2 separate regions of the Mus musculus genome follow, and region 2 is linked to region 1. A link is a contact called in public ChIA-PET data. All regions are on one chromosome and are shown on one strand. Each heading gives the region's core, a stretch centred on a gene start, on an enhancer-like site or on the middle of the called end of the contact. The rest is flanking DNA. Distances are from core to core; before and after follow the strand shown. Region 1 overlaps Fap (fibroblast activation protein). Region 2 overlaps Ifih1 (interferon induced with helicase C domain 1).

Region 1 (7,008 bases), core at 1,340-3,839:
TGAGCAACCTCAAGTGAATGATCTTTGAGGAGAGAAATCTTGGAAGGAACGTACCACAGTGTCTTTGATGTAGTGAATATGTTTGTAACCATCCTTGTCGCTAAATATTTTGTAGTAAGAAGTGGCATCCTGGCTAAAAGCTGGTGTCGAAACAAAGAACTGAAAGAAATGAACAGAGGTTATATCTAAAAGACAAACTGCACAAAAGCCAGTTATTTTTATAAGCCATGTATGGCTAAGAATCCTGGTGTGTCACCTCTCCTATCACCTGTCATCCACACCTGAAATTCCAGATTTTCAAAGGACAGCTTTTCCAGTCAATCTAATAGGAACTCGCAGGTGCTGACTGGTGCTTGTTTGCTACTGCACACCTCTACCCCACCCTACCACCCCTGGAGCCCCAAGCTTTGCGACACCTGATTAATAAATTTCTGACGTAAGGTGATACGGTTTGGGATTGAGTTACAGGAATAACAAAACAAATGTTGACATTTAATCAAACCAAACTTTAAAATGGAGCATTTGATCAAAGTATATTTTTTTAAACAATTTATTGTTATTTTTATGTGCATCGGTCTTTTGCCTGTATGTATGTCTGAGTGAGGTGGTCAGGTCCCCTGGAACTGGAGTTAGAGTTGTGAGCCACCCTGTGTGTGCTGGAAATTAAACCTGGTCCTCGAAAAGAGCAGCCAGTTCTTTTAACCACTGAGACGTCTCTCCAGCCCCAGATGTACTTTGGATTTTTGAGTTGTCTAATGCTAAGCTCCTAATGTCAACAACTTAATGAAGACATTTGAACGATTCAAATATGATGGTCTAGAAGCCACAGATTTTAGTAGCACTTTTGAGAGGAACAGTGAAGCATGGTTAGGGTTAGCTCTGAGCTCAGGAAACACAATGGCGGTGTAAGCTGAGTTTGTGGAGTTCAGCACACACTGCTGGGAATGATCTTATTGCACTCAACTCCCAGTCACTCAAGTTTCCTGGAACAGAGCTAGTGGCAACTCAATATCCTATCCAGTACAGACAACTGAATTCTGAAAATGCCTCATAGGGTAATGTGTCTCCCATTGTAAAATAAAATGACCTGTTCTATCTTTATGACTATTCTTACAGGTTGTCCTCTGGTGAAATGATGACAACTTACTGAGAAAAATCTCATGAGAGTAGAGCTTCTCTATATCATACAGGAGGAACTTAAAACCTGATCCTCTGTCTGGTTTAAGTCCATGGAACAGTAGCCCAAGCTGTTCCGTTATTTTATGAGTGAAGAAAATAGTAAGCATCCACACATACCAGTAGTATCTCCTACCTTCAAACATTTGTTCTTGTTTATATCTTTTCTGAGATCAATTTCTGATCAAACAGGTAGCAGGGAGAAGTGCGATTGACTTATTTAATGATGACATTTGGATGTGATCTGAAGCTGGAAATTTTTTTTTGATAAAATTATTTCTCTTATGTTGTGATCATACGTTGTTAAAATGCAATGGATCTCATATTTCTACTGGGTAACTAATGTTTCTATAAATTTGTTTCCACCTGGATGGAAGATTTACAGATACAATTGTGATAAAAATGAAAGATGTGGCCCTACTAGATTAGCATTAGCTCTAGATCCAAGGACCACAGTTCTAATAAGAGAAAAGACATAAGGCAGCATGAGAGGCACAGGAAAAGATTCTATATCCTGGACGCTGCCTCATCCATGAATAATCATTGCTCAAGAAAACTTCGCTAAATAGAAATGTCTGGTGTATCTTTGAATACATTTGTAACAGTGGAAAGTTGAGTAAGGTGAGATGGCTTATGCATCCATCACCATCAGTCATCATAAAAGCTGCTTCAGATCACTTTGCATCTTGAGTGTAAGTATTTGGCGGGGGCACTGCTCTAGTGTGGGCCATTGACAAAGCTGCTTCTTCATTTCAGAAAGGTTTTGCTCTCAAGCAAGGAATGGCAGCATTATAATACACAGCTTCTTTACTCCCGCATACTATATAGTGTGAAAAACAATTGGTTCTATGTGGTTTAGTTGTTCAAATGGAACCCAAGCCACCACAGACCACTTTAATGTAATATGGTGAAAAGTTATTCCTTGCTTCTCCTCTCTGTGTGCAGACCCCTTTCTCTCTTTATCTCTCTCTCACCTACCTCTTCTTTCCCCATGGTGTCTTCCCCATCTTTGGTCCTTAGGGCCAGTGAACTCACCTACCTGAGAGCAGCTTCCCAATAAAGCTGCCTTTAATAATAACAAATAATAAAAATAATAATAATAAACAGTTTTTCCTCACATACCTAGTGAGTCAATTAAGGGACTTCTAAAAAGACTGTATTCTGAGTAAAGCTTACAATTTCATTTGTACTGAAAATAAAAAATTACCAGGACAGACTGTTCTGTTTTAAGATATTAGGAGCAGGCAAACAGGAAGAATCTTTCTGCTGGGCAAAGGCTGTTATCTCGTCCCTTTCTCTGCGCACATGGAAGACAGTTGCTTCCGATGAGCAGGTAACTTAGGTCAGGTAAAGAGGGTGTGAAATATTTCCGCTCTCACGTTGTCAGAGCTAGGGCCATAATGCATTCTGAGTTAAGTGCTTCTTGCAGCAAGTCACACCTGGACACTAGATAAGACATTCAACTGCGGTGACCTCAGTTGTAACAGGGCCCTGCCCTGGTTTCTTTATCGCGCTTAGATTTTTTTTTCTGATAAATTGCTTATCTCTGAGTGAAGTGCAAAGCCATTTAAAATATCTTACCTAGGAAGTAAGGTTACTTCTCACAGTTTTGTTTTTTTGTTTTTTGCCATCCTCACTAAATGGCAAAAGATAATGTGTAAGCTGAGCTAACGATTAGACAGAAGTACAGGCTTTCAGACACCAAACCATAAAATTCATGTTCTGTTTTTAACCAAGAGGTTTTAGCCACAGACCGAAGAGGTAGCATTGTTTAAATAGCTGGTGATAGTTTGGTTGCAACCCTAGTCAGGTTGAAACCATTATGATTTCAGAGCGTATGTCTAAATGCAAAGAACTAAAATTTAGGTTCTTTTGTTTTGTACATCATTTACAGGAAAATATCTCCAGTTAATTTCTTGTGTCTTTTGCTGTTTAAATATCTTGAATAAATTCTAAAGAAACCCCTTTTTAAAAATTACCATTTAATATATACTATTATGACCAGCTTTTTAAATTTGTTTAAAGACCCAAAACAAGGACTGTAGTGGTAGCTTATGATAGGCTACTTGTCCAGTATATTTGGCCCTTGTTGATCCCAAGAACTACACACAGGCATGTGTGTGAGCACACTCGCACCCACACAATTACCCGAATGAGTTTTTAAATCATATACATAATCTATATTTTCTCAGGTTAATTTCATTGATACTAGTTAGGAAAGCTATCCAATAAAGCAGATGCATTCAGAGGATGAGAAATTATTTCCAAAAGTTTCCACTTGAAGTAATTATTTTACACTCTTTTTCTGGGATATAGAATTTTCATTACTAAATATACTTCCAAAGATTAAAATTGATACCTGTGTCCCTTTTTGTACAGTGTGCCTAAATCTCAGCCCAGCAGCCAACCTGACACAAATGATTGCTTGATGTACTTTTGTGACATGTGGCATTGTCCAGACTACATTCACTAATTCTCCAACTTATTTTGTAGTAATTAATGTAGGAGAAAAAATACAATTGGTTTCCTTAAACGATGATTATATTTATATGAAACAAACCATATATATCACTAACTCCATCGAAAGATTCCAGGCACAATTAATCACAAATCATCCCAAAACACATTTCCTTGTTTGATACCTAAGCACGACATGGGACGCATACACTGTGTAAAAGTCAGTTCACTGACTCTGCTGGGTGCCGTTAAAATAAAGGAAAAGATAGAAAAATCATACTCCACCAGCCCATCCTGTTCTGCTTTCTTCTACATGCTCCTGGTTCTACAAACAAAGAGAAGTCAGATTAAAGCACAAAAAGAATAGCTTTTCAAATGTATAATTTGGACATTATGAACAGTTAATCTGCCTGGCCATGGTGTTCTACAACTGAGCCTCCAGTTGAGGAGAGTTTGTTAAAGGTTTCTTAAGAGCAGCATGCTGAGTATATACAGACAAATCATTGAGAAACCTAATTTCAGATGTTTTTCTCCTTCACTCTTCCATGTGGCTGGTCTTAGAATCATCACATATGTGTGGAAATTCAGCCCAAATAAAGCATGTGATGTGACACAGAAGAAGGCAGTCCACAGCGAAGTTGCTATTGTGTTCCTATTCCTTATGGGGTAGCTAGAAACCTAAACATTCGTATTTTCAGGTTTTAGCAAGAGGCAGAAGTATCACTTCATATATAAATACTTAGAAGTCATAAAATGTAAATAATCCTTTTTTATAGATAGATAAAGAACATTATGGGTTGAGTTACTAGGCATAGACCTAGTGGTAAGCTTAGTGGGTCAGAAAGGAAAGTGCCTCAGGGAATTTGGAAGAGGAAAAGCATCAGCAAGATCTTGGAGAAACTGTGGTGCCATCCAGGCAGTTTGATCTGTGAGTAAATTCCATGAAGGACTTCACTTACCTAATATAGAAAATGTAACCATAAGTATGAGAGACAATGTGTATTTGGTAGTGGCTATGGTGGAAAGACGCCAAAAATGCCACTTAAATTCTGGTTTTTAGGAAATACTGATAAAGACTCAGACCAAGGATACAGTAGTGGGGATAGAGTAAGGAGACATTGAACCTTCAGATCAACAGAAATAATTTTGAGAATTTTTTGACAAATAGTTCTGGAAACATCTGCTATGGATAAAGACCACCCTGAGGGAGTTAAGTAGACAGTTGTGAAAGAAACAGCAGTTATACTCTGGGACAGGATTGTCTTTCTGTAGTTGAATCATGTTTCCCTGCTTTTCTTACAGCGGGACATAGTCACGTGGTAAGGAATAGAAATAGTATGAACAGAAAGAGAAAAAAGCTGTTTGTAGCCCTTCCCATAAAAACATCTCACTCGGACCATTCACTCCACCCCCCATTCCTTTCTTTCTGCTCCAGTTGAATGCTAATGACTTAGAACCACACATTAAGATAACAGAAATGCCATCAGCTGGGTTTCTGAACTGCATTATGGAGTAGAAGACCTACTCTGACAATACCTCATTTTCTTGGATTTGCCATTGGTTGTATAAATGAACCATGAATCCCTACTATATTAAGCCAATTAATCATTGGAATTTCCTCCTACAGAAGTGTTGTTGACTTTCCTTGGAAATGCATTAACTAGAAAATAACATTTCTATGTAGGTGGTCAACATGACTGCCCAAACAAGCTCAACAAGGATGACACTAATGGACATGCCAAAGTAGACAGGGAAAAGCCCACAAGGCCTCACCCTTACATAAGGAACTCTAGGCAACTCAGGAAAGCTGGGAACTGGAACAGTGGTCTCCAAGAAAGGAGCAACCTCACCTAGGAGAGGGTGGGGGAAAGGACTGAAGTTCTGAGGGCCAGCAGAAAGAATGGAAACAGGTAACCTCGGGAGGTAGGAGACTGGGGGGACCCTCCAGAACGTACCAGAGACATGGGAGGTGAGAGACTCTCAGGACTCAAAGTGAGGAACCTTAGATGAAATGTCCTACATTGGGAGAGGGAACTTGTAGAGCCCACCTCCAGCAGAAAGACAGGGCATCAAGGAGAGATGAGGTTGCCATCCCACAACTTTTGACCCACAACTGTTCCTGTCTGAAAGAACTGCAGGGATGGAAATGGACAAGAGACTGGAGAAAAGAAGGTCCAGTGACAGATTCAAAGTGGGATCCAGCTCAAGGAGAGGCCCCAAGACCTGACACTATTACAGAGGCTATGGAGCACTCATAAAAAGGGGCCTATCATGACTGCCCCCTGAAAGACCCAACAAGCAGCTGAAAGAGTCAGATGCAGATATTCTCATCCAACCAAAGTACAGAAACTGCTGACCCGTGTGGTTGAATTAAGGGAAAGCTGGAGAAGCTGAGGAGGAGGGCAATCCTATAGGAGGACCAGCAGTCTCAATTAACCTGGACCCCTGAGATCTCTCAGACACTGGACCACCAACCAGAAAGCACATACCAGCTGATATAAGCCCCTCCCCGCCCCAACACATATAGCTCAGAGGACTCCAGGTTTGATTTTAGTCAGAGAAGATGCACCTAACCCTCAAAAGACTGGAGGCTGCAGGGAGTTTAGATATATGGTGGGTCAGAGTGGAGATGAGACATCCTTGTGAAGACAGGGGCCAGGGAGGTGGTATGGGATGTGGAAAAGTCAGAGGATGGACCGAGAGGGGAATAAAATCTGGAGTTTTAAATGAATGAATGAATAAATAAAGACAGAAAAGAAAAAGAAAGGAGCACACCCATTGGTTGTCCAGTGACAAATATCCTTGGGAAAATACAAACAAGTAACATTGTGCAGGCTAACCAAGTTATATAGAGACATAACCTGGTTTTATATATATATATATATATGCATATACATATGTGCATACAGTGACAATTAAGAAATGAAGAGGCCATGAATACGAAGGAAAGTGGAGAGGGATATATGGAAGTATTTGGAAGAAAGAAAGAAGAATTGTAATGATAAAATTTCAAGAATGGATCTTTATCATACTGGGAAAGTGCTTGCCTTCTAGAGTAATAACCTGAGTCCCAGCACCAAAATTCACTTAAAGGAGAGGCCGAAATGTTGGCATGCACTTGTAATCATAACACTGTCCCCTGAGGAATGTTGTATGTCACTTGCATGCCAGTCTAGTCTAAATGATGGACTCCAATGTAATGAGAGATTGTACAAAGACACTGGTTAACATTCCCAAGGATAGCACTTGAGGTTGTCTCCTGACACATATGCACCAACATCCTCATAATCAAATACACACACACACACACACACACACACACAGAGAGAGAGTGAGAGAGAGAGAGAGAGAGAGAGAGAGAGAGAGAGAGAGAGA
Region 2 (7,008 bases), core at 3,167-5,666, 80 kb after region 1:
TTACTTTTCATCATAAAAAGATGATTTAACAAGCATTCTCTGTTACTATCTTTAATATTTCTCTCAGTCTTTTTTTCTAAAAATAATCACTCCAACCAACCTGACAGCTGCACACCGTCATCGTCTCCACTCTCCAGATTTAAGAGGGAGTTTTCAAGGATTTGAGCAGTGCTGATAATAACATCGTAAGATTTGACAACTTCTGGAAATGATATTTTCAGCTGGGTATCGCCACTTAATCCAATAATTCGATACCATTTCTTCAAATATGGGTTGAACTCTTTTCGGAAAAGTTGTTCTGCTAACATTACCTTAAAAACATAAGAACATACAGAATTTTTAAAACTTCATAAAAAATAGGGAGGAAAGGAAATCGAAAGGCACAGAGGAGTATCAAAGGATTACGTGTGCACTCTTGATATTACCTTCTATATATCATTCCTTCTATTCATCTGACTTTAAATATCCATTGTGTTTGTATTAGATGTAGACATTATATCTAGAGCATAAAGGAATTTAAGATAAAGCTGCTGACTTAGAGTAACTCAGTGTCACCGAGTACTTATTCTATGACTAACAGAAAGACCCATCACACACAATGTAATTATTCTCCCAGAGAGCTACAGCAGTGTGACACCACAGTGGAAGAACATCTGACCTCCAAAAGGAAGGCTTGGAGGGGCTCTGGTCAAGAGTTAAGTTGGATTTATTTGATACTAAATCAATTCTTAATGTGTAGAGCAGGGTCAGCTGGGAACATTAAGTGGAATATTAAATTCTATCTAACAGTTCTCAGGATACCCATGAGTTGGATTCTAGAGATCATTTCTTCTTAGTGCCTGGGATCCTGCTACTGGCTATCTGACCACAACATTGGAAAGAGCAAGGAACCCGGAAGGTAGCATAAGCACATTTATTCTGAGGATGTGTGGGGTGGGAGAGAATAAACTACCACAATGGCTTTGGTGTCTGAATAAAAATGAAGTGGCAAGAAAGGGTAGGAGAGGTGGAAATTCACTTTCGTTCTAACCAACTCTGTAAGTTGCAGCATCTTCTGAAAGTCACTGCTGACACCTTGGTGACACCTGTAATTGCTAGTAACTCAGAAGACCTCCCAGACTGAGGAGGACACAGGTTCGGCTGTCTCATTCCTAATTTATTTTTGTTTGTTGGAGAAAGGGAGTTATCCTTTAGTCTAGGCTGGCGTTGAACTCCCTATGTAGCTTAGGATGACCTTGAACTCCTGATCCTTCTGTCTCTACCTCTCTTTAGTGCTGGAATTGCAAGCATGCTCCATGAAGTAAGATTTGGTTGTAGTGCCAAGGACAGAACTCCCAGCTTCATGTATGCTAAACAATTGCTCTAACACCTAGGCTATATTGCCAGCCTGCAATTGCTATAACACCTGAGTCAAGCTACCTTGAGAGTTTCCTTCTAGGAGGATATAAAAATGGAATTCTAGAAGCATATAGTATAGCAAATCGAAAGTTGATAGGAAGAATGTCAAGGCCAGGCTTCGGCACCTGCTCGCTCTATCCCTCACAATGTGATTATGCCTGATAATGCGGTCACTGTTGGACAATCTTGAAACTCACTCTGGGTAGCCCTGTCTTCCCACTGAAGGACATAGAGAAAGCCAGATGCAAGTCTGACATGGCTAATTGGGAGGTGTGTGGTCCTCTTGGAGCCTTTTCCTGAGATGTGACAGAGTGCGTGCCAAGACTAATCAAGCCCAACTGCTCCCCACTTCTGCTGAATCATATGGGGCTGCATTTCAGCATCTGAAGGAACCTGGGACTTCTCTCTCATGATGTTGAAGCCCTAGATAGGAAATGGAAAGTCTGGGAGCACAGGTGGTGTTTGCATTTCTCTCTGCACTTGAAGGCTATAACTTTGGAAAGGATGGAGACGAAAGTAAATGGTATTAGAGACCAAGTTTTCTGTACTCTAGATTGGGAGCTAAAATACATTGCAAGTTGGCTAGACACTAATATGCTGCATTCGTAAGTTAGAGATTTCCAAAAAAATAAAAAATAAATAATTAAAGCTGAAGGTTCTTTAAATATATTTAAGGGACAACTTACAGTAAACAATAACAATGTAAATGGAGAGCTAGTGGAAAGTCTTTGTAGTAATCTCAAAGAAAACAAGGAGGGAGGAAAGAGGACTGGGCGGTGCTTTTAGTGCTTGTTCAATGGGAAAATGTCATTGGAAAATTCAAATTTCATGTTTGGAACTCAAAAGCTTTGATAGTTAATTGAGAAATTTTTAATTACTCTGCTAAATATTCACACATAGACACAAACACTGGGATACCTTTGTTTATCTCATAGCTTTTAACAACAGCCACTAAGTACTCGGATTTTTAAGAACCTAGTTCACAAACCATGCTCAAATGGGTACAGGATCTACACAAGCCACATAGAACCAATAAAATCTGCTTTGATTATCAAAAGAATCCAATACAGTAGATACAAATGATGAAAATGATAAACAATAAATGTGCCTGTAAATGTGCATGAATAAGAACTACCTAGATTGTATGGGTTGAAAGAGTCCTAAGTAGAATAAATCAAGCAAAAGAACATTTATATAAAGAAAGGTACAGTAAACCATTACAAAATTAGATCTGGGACCAGAAAAGTGGCCCACTTAGTGGTTAAGAACACTCGCTATTCTTTCAGAGGACCCAGATTCAATTCCCAGGCACCACGTGGTAACTCCAACTCTCTGTAACTTCAGTTTGAGAGGATCCAACACTCTCTGACGGCTTCCATGGGCCTCAGGCATGCACCGGGTGCACAGACACACACACGCAGGCAAAACACTCATACACATAAAATAATAAAAACAGATCTAAAATGATCAGACAACATAAATAAGAAAAATGCTGAAGCTTGAAAGTCAGTTATACAAAAGTAAAATAAGGTTTTAGCTTAGTACAGATTCTGATATACAAATGTACTCAGTCCTGGATTGAGCTAGACCTCGTCTCTCCTCCACTCCACATTCCTAAGACTGCATCTACAGCATTTGTTCAACAATGTGTCTGGGAGACTATGAGGATGTTAAATCCTGAGGGGCCCGGGAATCATAATAAAAGGGACTATGGTGTCACCCAGTACCCACAGGATGTTGCCCTTTCTTTGTTGCAAAGCAGGAGAGTTATGATTATGTTCCAGGATAACAGAGGAAAGAATAACTGTGGGTTTCATAGAACACATGTGTTTAAGAGAACACATGCATGGATTACTTTGGGTGGCAAATGTGGAAAGAATGGCTGTGGTTGTTTTGGAAGATGGGAAATTTCCTTGGTACCAGATATTAACTAGAAGTGGCACATCTCTGCCAAGGAGGAAAGCTGTACCACAAAGGTCTTCTCAGCTCTTACAGTCTATGGTCCTCTGACCAGATCAGGGAAATAGAGAAGGAAATTAATGAAAGATAATCACTGGGCTTTGAAGCTACATGACTAGGATGAGGTGGTATATATGACACAGAGACAGATAAATAGGAAAGGGAGCCTTCGAGAGGAGAGGTCACCACCTCTCCTCAGAGGCTAAGATTCAGAAAATGGCAGAACTGCCCTAGAGGAACAAAGACATCGTGTAAGCAGCTTTGGATTCATTTAACAACATTATTTTTTTCCTGTGGATTTAGGACTCAATCCTGTCCTATATGTAAAGTATTCAATTTCATTAAGTTACAGATGATAAAGGAAGAAAAGAAAATAAGAAAATTTAATGAGTTATTATTAGACTTAATTTTTGAGCAAGCACATACATGCATATTCTCTCTCTCTCTCTCTCTCTCTCTCTCTCTCTCTCTCTCTCTCTCACACACACACACACACACACACACACACACACACACACACACACAGAGGGGCGGGGGAAGAGATTAGACAACTAAAATGTTAGAAAATGTTGAAATTTGTCTGAGGTCACAGTGCTAATAGGTAGGTAGAAATAGGATTTAAACTTATATTCAAAAAATGAATAAATGAAAGGTTTAGGGCAAATAAATATTAATGTTTCATTATTGCCAGAAAAGAATATAAAAATCATCTTCCCATGGTGGGTAGAAAGGTATAAAGATATGACCCTCTGTTTGGTTCTGGGAGTGCTGGATTTTTTGTTTGTTTGTTTGTTTGTTTGAGACAGGGTTTCTCTGTGTAGCCCTGGCCGTCCTGGAACTCACTTTGTAGACCAGGCTGGCCTCGAACTCAGAAATCCTCCTGCCTCTGCCTCCCAAGTGCTGGGATTAAAGGCATTGGCCACCATGCCCAGGTGAGTGCTGGATTTCAAATCCAGAGCCTTGCATCCTCTAGGCAGGAGCTCTACCACTGAGCACATGTCCAGGAGAGCAGGTCAGGCTTAGAAGGTCCACACAGGTCCATTTCAAACACGGTGATGGACACCACTCACCCTGTGGATACTGAATATGGTATTTTTAATATGGCAAAGCAGCTTCCTACAAAATGTTTTAGAATAATATAAATCTTAAAAAATTTACACAAGCAGTCTTAAAAGTCTATCGGTGTTATTTCCTTTAAACAAGTACATGATGATAAGAAAAAGGCTAATCATGAAAAGCACATTAAATTTTATTTCCTAGAATAGGAAAAAATATTATTCAGTCTACTAGTGTGTAAATTCTCTTCTATCTAAATAAAATTCAAATAAATAAATTTTGTTTACAGTGTTAATATAAAGATGATTGGAGGACCTTTACAAGATACAAATTTTCAAAGAAAAGTTCAGTAGCATTTAATGTAATACATATTAATGTTCAATTGGGTAAAAATAGTCAATTAAGTTTTCTCTATCTTTCAGTCACACTCTGCTCTATAATGTTCTGGATAAAGAGTATATACAATGTTTGGTTAAGTATTAGTGGCTAAAGATGCTTTAAAAGAAGGTAGTTGATCATCATTTTCGGGTCACACATGCTCAAAAGCGTGAGTGTGTTGAAATGGATGCTCACAGCCCTCCATTAGACAGAGCACAGGGTCTCCAATGAAGGAGCTAGAGAAGGTACCCAAGAAGCTGAAGGGGTTTGCAGTCCCATAGGAGGAACAACAATATGAACTAACCAGTATCCCCAGAGCTTCCTGGGACTAAACTACCAACCAAAGAAAACACATGGTGGGACTCATGGCTCTAGTTGCATATGTAGCAGAGGATGCCCTAATCGGTCATCAATGGGAGGAGAGGCCCTTAGTCCTGTGAAAGTTCTATGCTCTAGTATAGGGGAATGCCAGGGACAGGAAGTAGGAATGGGCTGGTTGGTGAGCAGGTGGGGGGATGGGGATAGGGGGTTTTCAGAGGGGAAACCAGGAAAGGAGAAAACATTTGAAACGTAAATAAAGAAATTATCTAATTAAAAAAAGAGCGAGTGTGCTGACAAATTAAATTTTTATATGTAAATTAGAACTATCTTGCTTAATGATCTAGTTTCATGAAAACATCAATTTTAAGGTTAATCTCTTAAATTTTAGATATATAGCTTAAGGATAAAAATGAAAATAAATGGTTTCTTTGACCTTAAACCTAATGAAATGAATCTCTGTGTGGTTTGGTGCTACAAATGTTATCATCTTCAGGCTTCAGTGAGAATGTTCATACAAGAGGGAGCACAGGAGCGTATACCTTATTGACAAGAACGATAACCTTCCCGGATTCAGATGCCTGCTTCTTCTTGTCTAAGTGATCTTTGGTGATGTAAACAGCCACTCTGGTTTTCCCACTCCCCGTGGGGAGGCAGATAATAATATTCTTCCCATCTAGAGCTGGTTGGGCCACTTCCATTTGGTAAGGCCTGAGCTGCAGTTCTGGCTCGGGGGATACTCTTTTTGTCTGGATGACACTTTCATCTGAGGGAAGAAAAACATGGAAAAGTGGCGTAAGAGAAACAGCAAAGATATGAAGGCTTGGAGGCCCAGCAAAGATACGAAGGCTTGGAAGCCCCCAAACTGCAGACAGGATTTAGATGTTTAAGGTCCTGTCCTCTGTGTTCCAAACCACTTCACTTTCTGTTTTCTGTACCAGGGAGTGTCAGGTCTGTCTTTCAGGACTGATCCAGGCTCCCTATGTTGGAGTGAATTAACAGCATAGAGGCCTTGGAAGGAGATGACTGGGGAAGAGTTGTCAAGAGAGAGCACTTCCCAGCTTGGATCACAGAAAGGATGTTGTGTGGGCTTGTAGGTTCCTATCGCTAATGCACAGGGCATCTCAGGTCTTTGCTCTGTCTCTTGTCCTCTGGGTTTCTCTTAGCCCTCCTCCCATTAAAGCAAAGTGGGCTAGAAAGGAAGGCTGATTAGTCCTCACTGCTCTCATGTCCGTTATTTTTTATTAAAAAGAAAGAAAAATAGCTGGAACTACTTCCTTAATTTGTTAAAAACATCATCTAATAACTAAATATCACAAAGCACATGAATGCTGTCATCTACTGCTATCTGGGGAACTTTAGGAGCTTCATGTAAACTGGAACATAAATTGTATGAAGTGTGCATATATATCTTCTTACAAATTATTTCTACTTACAAATCTGATATAGTGTGAGTGCTTTATAAAAAGCTGTTTTTTATTGTTTAAGGAGTAATGACAAAATATTTCTATCTATTCAGTATAAATTTTAAAATATAGTTTGGATACACAGTTGACAGAATCTGTACAAGTGGCACTTAGGACATCAAGAGCTGCTTCTGTGCTTGTGTGTGTGTGTGTGTGTGCGCGCGCGCGCCCGCATGAGGGCATGCACACATGTGTGCGTGTGCTCGTCTGTGAGGGAGAGAAACAGAGACACAGAGAAACACAGAGAGACAGAGACAGGAAAAACAGAGTCAAAGAGACAGAGAGTGTGGAGATCATTTGCGTTTGAGGCTACCAGACTAGAAAGCATATTTAGGGAACAGGAAAGCGCTACCTATACCGGCCTTTACTTAGTAATGTTTCCATCAACAGATAAAACATAATTATGCAGTTTTCAGCTAAACTGTCATCAATT

The links. ChIA-PET counts read pairs in DNA pulled down with a chosen protein or histone mark.
Region 2: a contact with region 1 is called in an SMC1A ChIA-PET map of the G1E-ER4 cell line, with 6 read pairs. The contact joins two enhancer-like sites. A contact is called at or near these places in 2 of 15 datasets of contacts at CTCF or cohesin (the G1E-ER4 cell line and stem cell-derived epiblast-like cells), 12 of 484 Hi-C or Micro-C datasets (the G1E-ER4 cell line, LSK cells, cerebral cortex and 7 more) and 1 of 115 datasets of contacts at active chromatin or transcription factors (fibro-adipogenic progenitors).

The regions. Positions count from the first base shown.
Region 1 is chr2:62,533,077-62,540,084 of GRCm38.p6, forward strand. It overlaps Fap (fibroblast activation protein), which reads right to left. Exons shown (of 26, transcript NM_007986.3): 12 at 3,914-3,958; 13 at 55-159. Among named protein-coding and RNA genes, the nearest start is that of Fap, 37 kb to the right of the region's middle. Within about 2 kb of position 2,590, at least 3 of the 459 cell types and tissues checked have an H3K27ac peak or open chromatin away from gene starts, as enhancers often do. A contact at or near this core is called in the G1E-ER4 cell line, where this site is marked.
Region 2 is chr2:62,611,610-62,618,617 of GRCm38.p6, forward strand. Ifih1 (interferon induced with helicase C domain 1) reads right to left here. Exons shown (of 16, transcript NM_027835.3): 5 at 5,652-5,875; 6 at 101-311. Among named protein-coding and RNA genes, the nearest start is that of Gm39839, 4.8 kb to the right of the region's middle. Within about 2 kb of position 4,417, at least 2 of the 459 cell types and tissues checked have an H3K27ac peak or open chromatin away from gene starts, as enhancers often do. A contact at or near this core is called in the G1E-ER4 cell line, where this site is marked.